Linked DNA regions of Sus scrofa: region 1 is linked to region 2. Evidence: chromatin contacts called from public targeted proximity ligation data. All regions are on one chromosome and are shown on one strand. The core of a region is the stretch at or near the end of the contact, and the rest is flanking DNA. Distances in the headings are between cores, read along the strand shown.

What was found.
Region 1: a contact with region 2 is called in a targeted proximity ligation map of skeletal muscle, with 7 times the contacts expected there. A contact is called at or near these places in 1 of 47 Hi-C or Micro-C datasets (mesenteric adipose tissue) and 1 of 2 datasets of targeted methods (skeletal muscle).

Annotation. Positions count from the first base shown.
Region 1 is chr5:87,311,780-87,316,630 of Sscrofa11.1, reverse strand. All of the region lies in intron 2 of ELK3 (ETS domain-containing protein Elk-3), which reads left to right. Among named protein-coding and RNA genes, the nearest start is that of ELK3, 41 kb to the left of the region's middle.
Region 2 is chr5:85,425,131-85,429,901 of Sscrofa11.1, reverse strand. No RefSeq gene overlaps it. Among named protein-coding and RNA genes, the nearest start is that of TRNAD-GUC, 69 kb to the right of the region's middle.

The sequences.
Region 1 (4,851 bases), core at 866-3,365, 1.9 Mb before region 2:
GCCTCCTGCCGATGCCTCCTTTGCTCGGTTCTCCTGCCGACACGGTGTCTGCCTCACGGATGGGGAGCCGGCCTTCCATGCCCCTCCCGGTGGCTGTGCGGCACTGGGGCGAGGCGGTGCCGCAGGATGGAGGAAGGACGAACGAGCCCAGAAACCTCTGAGCGTGTCGCCGAGAAGGAAATCCATCCTCCTAGCACATCAGTGCCAGGAAGCAGCTCCCCAGCCTTCCTGCCCTGCCTGCCCCGCCGTTAGCACCATGAGGACCCGAGAGGGAAAGTCAGTTTTCCAGAAAAGCGGTGGCAAAGCCAGGATGAGAACGTGCTCCCAGACCACCTGCGGGCCGGACTCCGGGCCACCTGCCAGCCCTGGAGGCGGGAGGGTCACAGTCAGCACATCCCCGACCCGCAGGGGAAACAGGGGAGCCGTTTTACATTTTGTTTTAGTAACACTCCAGCGGCCTTTAATAAAAAATACCCTTGAGTGTTGAAAGAGAGCCAGGGGGAGATAGAACTCCGGGTCCAACGAGAGGCAGCCCGTGGGTCCGGAGCGGGTGAGAACATGCCCTTGACGTGCAGAATGGGCCTCCCGGCTGGGGTGGGCACCCCCAGGGCAGCAGACCTCCTCCTCCTCGGGCAGCAGGGCCAGGAGGCCTCCCATTCCAGGCCAGGAGAATTTGGAGAGGCTCCTCCCATGCAGCTTAGCAGCGCCAGAGGATAAAGCGCTCTCAACCCAAACCGCAAGGAAACCTCCCCCGGGAGGCAGCCAGTTCCAAGACAGAGTTGGAACTGGTTACTGGCAGCACGTTATTCTTAGAAGTCCTGCGTGGGGGTGGGTGTGCGCGCGCGTGTGCGAAGGTCCGTGCTCCGAGCTCCAGCCCTGCGCCCAGGACCAGGCTGTCCCGAGCTCAGGGCGGAGACGCCGCCCTGGGAAGGGAAGGGCTGGGCCTTTAAGAGAGAGGAGGCTGTTTCCTAGGAATTACATTCCCAGGGCTGCTGTAACAGATTCGCACACGCTTTGGTAGCTCCAAACAGTGCAAGTTTCTCCTCGCAAGGGTCTGGGGGCCAGAAGGCTGACGTCAAGGTGTCAGCAGGGCTGCGCTCCCGCTGAAGGCTCTAGGGGCACATCCTTCTTTGCCTTTTCCAGCCTCGGGGGGCTCCCAGAAATCCTTGGTTCCCTGGCTTGCAGCGGCATCACTCCTCTCTGCCCTGTCTTCTCACGGCCTTCTTCCTTGTGTGTGGCTCTGGGTGGTTCCTTTTCTTGTAGGAACACAGGTCCCTGCATTTAGTGCCCACCCTGACTCCAGTGTATTCCACCCTGACATCCTTAGCCTGTGACATGTGCAGAGACCCCATTTCCAAATAAGGTGTCATTCTGGAGTTCCCCTTGTGGCTCAGCAGAAACAAACCCGACTAGTATCTGTGAGGTTCTGGGTTTGATCCCTGGCCTTGCTCAGTGGGTTGGGGATCTGGCGTTGCTGTGAGCTGTGGTGTAGGTGGCAGACACGGCTTGGATCCCACATTGCTGTGGCTGTGGTGTAGGCCGGCAGCTGCTGCTCTGATTCGACCCTTAGCCTGGGAACTTCCATATGCCATGGGTGCAGCCCTCAAAGGGAAAAAATAAAATAAAAATTTAAAAAGTCTCATCCTGGGGTTCTGTCTGGAGGTGACTTTGGGGTGGGCGGGAGGGAAGCACCATTCAGCTCACCGCGGAGCCCAAGGACTGCCCCAGTTACAGGCAGCTCAGGTGCGTGGGTCGCAGGAGCCCTTTCAGCACTGCTCTGGCGGGCAGCTGGTGCCAGGTGGGCCTGCCCACACCCAGTTCCTGGCCGAGGCCAGTACAGACAGCCAGTGGCTGGGTCCCCTTGCCTTCAGATGGCAGGGAGCGAGAGGAAGCAGGGTCTGCCATGCGCGTCCATGCAGCCGTCAGACACTGCAAGGGTGAGGTTGGGCTGATCCACTTCCATTGCTACTCCTCAGAGCCTAGCCAGGTGCTCTGCTTTCCCTGTGGCTGCAGCTTCTGTCTTTGTTGCAAGAACGTGTGCTCGTTCCAGAGGAGGCACTCTGAGCCTGACTCCGCCAGGGAGTACGTGTTCTAACTTTGCAGAGAGGACAGTCGGGTTCTGTGTCGGGAAAGTGTGAGTCAGTCCGTGGTCTGGATGGGAACCCAATGCCCGGAACTGAAGACAGGATGTTGGCTGTGACGCCGGGCGCCTGGAGACACTCCTCGGCCACTGACTGGGCTGGGAATCCAGCACGGAGCCCCGGACCCCTCATCCGTGCAGCGGGTTCCAAAGCCTTGTGATGCTTGCTCGAGATACTGTATACGCCTTCTGTAATTTATAAAGCGAGGGACCCATATAAGGAGCGCAGAATCCGATGAGAAGACAGTGTGATATAATGAAGATGCTATTTAGTTAGATCATCGCCTGCTGGGTGAAATTCCTCCTGGTGAGAGTTCATGTTTCGAGGTCTGCTCTGAGCGAGGCACATACATTGCTCTTTTAGAGAAAACTGGCCTCTAAGATCGTTTTATGCCCCTTTTAGGAATAAGCCAAACATCTCATTTGGGGAAAGCCAGTGTGTCTTACATCTTCGTGCTTCTCGTTACCTTCTTGGTGTATTTTGCAAAGATACCACCACCCTTTATCATGTTTCTAAGATGGTTTAAAATGTATTTTCTTGAAGTCATGTGGACATGGCGATGCTGTTGGAGACGAGCAGTGTTTTATATTAAACGTGTTTTCTGAATTGAGGGCAGCACACTGAGGCCTGCAGAAGTTCAGGACGTATTCAAGGTCATAGTCAGTAGCGACGGAGGCTGGGATTCAAACCCAGGTCAGTTTGTCCCAGGGCTGGTTGCACTTTGCATCCGGCCCATCAAGGCTCTGGGCCTGTCCCCTCATGGGAGCAGCTGTGCTCAGGCCTGTGGATGCTCGGAGGAGCCGGCGTCTCTCTTCACCTCCGAGCCCTTCTGATGCTCAGCTGGGGCCATAGCCAGGCCGTGGAGGTGGCCATCAGCTTCTCGCTGCTTTCCTGTCACTCTTGGGTGTCACCCACTTAGAGGTGGCCTTCCGATGTCCATCCCGCTCTGGCGGGACCACCAGGTCCCCGGTGCCTCGTGCAGGGTGTCCCATCAAGGCAGGCGTCTTCACTCCCTGCAGCTGGGCAGAGGCAGTTCTATTTGCAGTTAGGGAACAGCCTCGGGAGGCACTAGAAAGGCCGGTGCTTCCTGAACGTGGAGCTGGCTTTCCCAGCCTTGCCGCAGTGACCCCACAATTACTCTGGAATGCAGAGCCCGTGGTCCTGGCAGGCTGACTTAAGCATTAGCCGCTGAGCCAACGGCAGCTGCTTTCTGGGAGAGGGTGTGGCAGTGCAACAGAGAAAGCTTCAGTCTTGGCTCTGGATAGACTTGGGTTCAAACTTCAGCTCCTCCAGTTACAGGCTGCAGGATCTCGGGCTCCTAAACTTTCTAGAGCCTGCCTGCTGCTTCCTCTTGATTTGACCAGCAATACATATGAAACATAACTTTTTAAATGTGAAAATGCAGATAAGCAAAAAAAAAAAAAAATGCGGATTAATGGTATAATCCTACCTCTGTCAAACTTTATTATACATTTTTCAAGATGAATTTTTCCTTCTATTTGATAGATGTAATTCTCTCATTAAAATAAGCGAAGCATCCCAGGCATGCTGCCTTTTTCTCCTAATTTTCATTTAAAGACGTGAGAAAATGGTAATGACATATTGTCCTCTAAAAGAGCTCCTTGGGGAGTTCTCTTGTGGTGCAGCAAGTTAAGGATCCAGTGTTGTCACTGCAGTGGCTTGGGTTCAATCCCTGGCCAGGGGGCGTGTGTGGGGAGAAACTTCCACATGCCAGGGGCATAGCAAGGAGAAAAAAGAGCTCCGTGGTATTCCATTGTAAGGCCAACTGGGAGTTTAACCCAGCCCCGTGGGGTGGGAAATTGAGCATCATGTCATTTCCAACCAAGAGCCTCAACTTCTCATCTGTAAAATGGGATCACAGTGCCCATCTTTCGAGGCAGCCCTTGTAAACGCGTCTTTCTTTTGCCCTTTCTGGCCACGGGTCCTTTCTTGTAGGAGATCTACCCTGACCAGAGGAATGCCCACCAAATAAACCCTTCCTCCTTCCCCATCCCAGGATCTTGGTGATGGGAGCTGAGGACCAGCCGCCTGTTTCAACCTCCCCGAGGGGCGCAGCCTCGGCCAACGACACAGAGCTGGGCTGCTCCCTCCTGCCTGGCTCCGAGAGGCCTCAGGGGACAGTGAGCTCGGCTGGGGTGTCTGGTTAGTGTCTGCAGGGTTGTCGGGCTAGATGGCTGGCCTCTGCCGAAGCCGCGGTGGCTTCTGAGGACACTTGGATCCGGCGATTGCTCACATCTGCTCCCTCCGTGCGTGGGCAGGGCCCCCCTTCCCCAGCCCTGCATCAGGTGGCGGGTGTGAGGTTCCCTTCGCGGTGTTTGTCAGGCACTGGCCACGCCAGGCGTGACGGACCGAAGCCTTGATCTGCTTGTCTGAACCCAACTAAGTAGAACATCGTGTTTCCATGAACCACGTGTGTTTCGCTCTGCCCAGTGACCAGTGGGAATAAGCACAGCCTTCTAAGAAGTTTGATTTTTGACTCTTCAGTTGTCATTAGAGCTGATAGGGGTGTGTTTTTTTGGTTTTATTTTTACTTTTTAGGGCCATACCCGTGGCACATGGAGGCTCCCAGGCTGGGGGTCCAATAGGAGCTGCCGCTGCCCACCTATACCAGAGCCACAGCAATGCCAGATCTGAGCCGTGTCTGCGACCTACACCACTGCTCCTGGCAACACTAGATCCTTAACCCACT
Region 2 (4,771 bases), core at 237-2,736:
CGTTACTCTTCATTCCTCCCCTAACTCACACCCCTACCCCGGTTCCGTATCGGCCCTGCACCGTTTCATGCAGAGGCCTTGATTGCCAATTACATTTCAGGAAACCTATTTTTATAGCTCGTAGTATGGGTCCAGATGCCTGTAAACACTTAAACATTGATTTTAGTTATTACAGTTCCTTTTTCTTCTCTTTGGTACTCCACTTATTTCTTAGGCTTCTCTATTCCCTTTTCCTGCAGGAAACTTAGACCTGTAAGTAATGACGATAATAATAATAACAAGCCCTCCATTTATGGAAAACTTTACATCTTATAAAATGCTTTTTGGAGTTCCCATCGTGGCTCAGTGGTTAACGAATCTAACTAGGAACCATGAGCTTTCCGGTTCAATCCCTGACCTTGCTCAGAGGGTTAAGGATCCGGCATTGCCATGAGCTGTGGTGTAGGTCGCAGACGTGGATCCTGCGTTGCTGTGGCTGTGGTGTAGGCCGGCGGCTACAGCTCCGATTAGACCCCTAGCCTGGGAACCTCCATGTGCTGCAGGTACGGCCCTAAAAAGACAAAAGACAAAAAAATAAAAATAAAATAAAATAAAATGCTTTTCACCAGAAAACAAAAACAAAAAAATCTGATTGGCAAGTATTATTACTCTCCTGTTTACAAATTAACAAACCAAAGCTGAGAGAGGCTGTGCCTGATTCAGGATCACACGCCTAGGGGTTTCCGTGGTGGTGCAGGAGAAATGAATCTGACTAGTATCCATGAGAACACAGGTTTGATCCCTGGCCTCGCTCAATGGGTTAAGGATCCAGTGTTGCCGTGAGCTGTGGTGTGGATCACAGACACGGCTCAGATCTGGCATTGCTGTGTCTGTAGCATAGGCTGGCAGCTGTAGTTCTGATTAGACCCCTAGCCTGGGAACCTCCATATGCCACAGGTGCAGCCCTAAAAAGCAAAAAAAAAAAAAAAAAGATCACAGGCCTAGTAAAGAAAAAGGACCAGGAATTCTCTTATGGCACAGCAGGTTAAGGATCCGGCGTTGTCACTGCTATGGCCCAGGTTCGATCCCTGGCCCAGGAACTTCCACATGCCACAGGCATGGAAAACAAAAGAAATAGAACCAACTTTCTGAATCTCCACTCTGCTCCAAAACAACTTCCCCTGGGGACTCGAAACTGGATGCCAGTGCGTCCCCATTCCTCAAATAACAGGGGCCCTGGATGGGGCCTCTTGACCAGATGTGCTCTTGAGACAAGCAGCTGTCGTTTGTAATTTCCTGTGTTATCCCCCAGAGTCCACAGCTTAATTTCACTCTAAATCCAGCATGCCTCTTGCCAGATCCATGAGAAAATCCTATTTGAGACCGCATCGCTGAAATCTGATTCAGAACTCTCTGCTGGATCTTCTTCTGACTGTCAATTCGGCTGAGGCCCTAACAGCAGCGCTGGGCTGTGACTGGCATTCTAACTTCCTGTGACTTGCCATCCCTTTCCTACTGGCCCGAGAAGGGCTACCAAACGGACTCACAACTGCTGCCCTTGGGAATCCTTTCAGTGTCCTGGCCTCAGCAGAAATTACAAATAGGGCTTGGTATTTAACTCAGACGGATTCCAAAATATTTCCCTGTCCGGAGCTCTTCCATGGAAAAAGTATTTGCAGTATGCAGAGGCGGGGTGTGGGGCTGGAGGAGAGCCAGGAACACACGATCTGCTGCCTTGAGTCCTACTAGCAGAAGGTGTGTGAACACAGATTACCTTTCCAGGGTAACAAAAGCCAGTGGAATTTATGATGAGGCAGAAAGAGGCTAAGTTTGGGGTCAGCAGATGCAGGTTCAAATACCAGCTCCCAAGGTGAGTGGCTACATGCTATGTATGTATTCAGTCTCTTAAGTGTGTGTTCTCCTTTGAAACAAGAAAACAGTAATGCCTGCCCTGCCCCTCTCTTTAGGGTAGTCCTCAGCTAACAGACATAAAAGCGCTTTGGAAACTGGAAATCACTGGACAAGCATAGGCTGCTAATATCAGGGTGCAGCTTTCTAAAGTTGGCAATATATTTTTCAGACAGAGATCCACTGAGCATTCCAATTCTCTTTGGTCTTTGTTGTTACTTCTGGTTCCTTTGATCTCCCTGCACAAGCTCAAAGTTGCCAAAGAACAGGTCTGCATTTGTTTCGTAATTCACAGTTATTCAAGGCAGCATCTGGTACTCCAACCCACAAAGATAGCCCAAGAAAATTTAAATGACTGGAAGGAGAGAAAAAAAACTTTTCCTTCAAAATTTGCTTGGTGTTTTCTGGTCCCCTAATCTATAAGGAAATTTCACATTTTGTTTCGGAAGCAAAAAAAGAAACAGGAAAACAAGAGAACTTGAGACCTGGAAAAAACATTGCAGCTCTCACATTTATGGATGATTGAAAAGAGATTATAAATAAGGCAGTTAGTTACCAAAGTAAGAGTTGTGAATTCACAACACAGAGAGATAAAACTGTCAAAGGGATCTTCCAAGTATTTGAAAATCTTTGCTAAGCAAAGATGAATTTGTTTATCATAACCCATGTCAAAATTCTAGTAGATTCTCCTAGGGCTTTGTCCAGGAGAAGAGATTTTTAGAAAATATGACCCAACTGTTTTTTACCTCTTAATAATATTTCTCTTTCACCCACACAGCAGTTAATATGTTCTCTGGGAACTGGTTATATTGTTTATAAGCAATAAACAAAGGACTGAGACTAGGAGAGTCCGGAAATGTGGTTCTCTCTACATATGCTGTCCTTCCAATTTGGCCCTGCTTCTGTTCAGATATCCCCTTATTACATGTTTCCAGCAGAACTTTTTGTTTTAGCAACTTTCAGCAGGATGATTGACAGATAAGACCAGCTGTGAACAGGTGACAGTCAGGGCATGTGCATATATCTTAACCACATGAAATCCTTCTACAGCACTCACAGCTCACGAACAATGGAATTTAAATTTGGCAGTTGAATTGTGGACTCATTCCAGAAGATTTAGGTCAGGAAATACCAAAAGGCCTCACCACTGCGCAGCAGCCTCACTTTCAAGGTCACGCCTCCCCATGTAGGGGTGCTGTGTGGGAATGCAGAAAGCATCAGGTGTCAGAAATCAGAAACTTTTCCAAGTGGCCACAAGAGGGCCTCACCGTTCAGACCAATGTTACCCGTTCAGACTGCAGTTTTAATCCTCCAAGCAGGGTGGTGGGCACAGAGTGTATTTCAAAGATCACCACTGAAACCACCATCAGGAAGTGGCTGCCTTCCTGCTGTTCTCTGGAAATTTATCAACTTATCTGGGAACTTATCAACAACATAGATATAGTGTCTCTAGCAGAAGAAAACAGAATTTTATGCATGTTTCACTCTAATGTTATAGCTAAAATATTTTCTGTTCAACACTATATATACACTTTTGTTAAATCCCCCAAAGGGAATCTCTATATTCAGTCGCTTGTGATAGAACATGATAGAAGATAATATGAGAAAAAAGAATGTACATATATGTATAACTGGGTCACTTTGTTATACAGCAGAAATTGACAGAACATTGTAAATCAACTATAATTTTTAAAAATTTTTAATAAATAAATTTCACTGGTATCTTTTTTTTTTCTTTTTATAGCCACACTGAAGCGCATGGAAGTTCCTGAACTAGGGGTCGAATCACAGCTGCAGCTGCCAACCTAGGCCACAGTCATAGCAACATCAGCTTGCAGCAAGGCCAGATCCTTAACCCACTGAGAGAGGCCGGGGATCAAGCCCACAACCTCATGGAGACTACTTTGGGTTCTTAACCCACTAAGCCGCAGTGTGAACTCCAAATTTCCTGGTATCTTGATACATAGCAACAAATCCACTAATTAATAAGTATATTCCCATAATTTTTAAAAATTGATATACTAAGGACTCTTTGAACACATAAATTGGTTCTACAAAAGTTAATAACTAGTTTTAGGCTAACAGACAAGATGATAATACCCATTACCTGTATCCCATCCCCAGTGAGATACCCTTTTTTTTTTTTTTTGCTTCTTAGGGCAGAGCTGCAGCATATGGAGGTTCCCAGGCTAGGGGTCCAATTGGAGCTACAGCTGCGGCCTACACCACAGCTACAGCAATGCCAGATCCTAGTCCCACCTGCAGCCCATACCACAGCTCACAGCAACGCCGGATCCTTAACCCACTGAGCAAGGCCATGGATCAAACCCACGACCTCATGGTTCCTAGTCAGATTCGTTTCCGCTGTGCCACGACAGGAACTCCAAGGTACCATTTTTAATCTCTCTTTTGTGTTCAGATGTTCTCTTCTGGATCTTTCCACGTAATGCACTAGAGTTTGGGTGAAATTTCACAACATGACATGACATGGGCTAAGGAATAAGCTGACCTGGATAAAGAAGCAGCTTTTGGAGTTCCCATAGTGGCTCAGCAGTTAATGAACCCGACTAGCATCCATGAGGATGCGGGTTCGATCCCTGGCCTCGTTCAGTGGGTTAAGCATCCCGCATTGCCCTGAGCTGTGGTGTGGGTTGCAGAAGCTGCTCAGATCCCCTGCACAGCCTGTTGCTGTGGCTGTGGTGTAGGCTGGTGGCTACAGCTCTGATTCAACTCCTAGCCTGTGAACCTCCATATGCTGCGGATGTGGCCCTAAAAAGACAAAAAAAAAAAAAAAAAAAAAAAAAAAAGGACAAGAAGAAGAAGCTTTCGAGTTTAAGTCAGCATGACAAGGACCCACAGTCATTCCGTCGGCCCATGAAGAGGC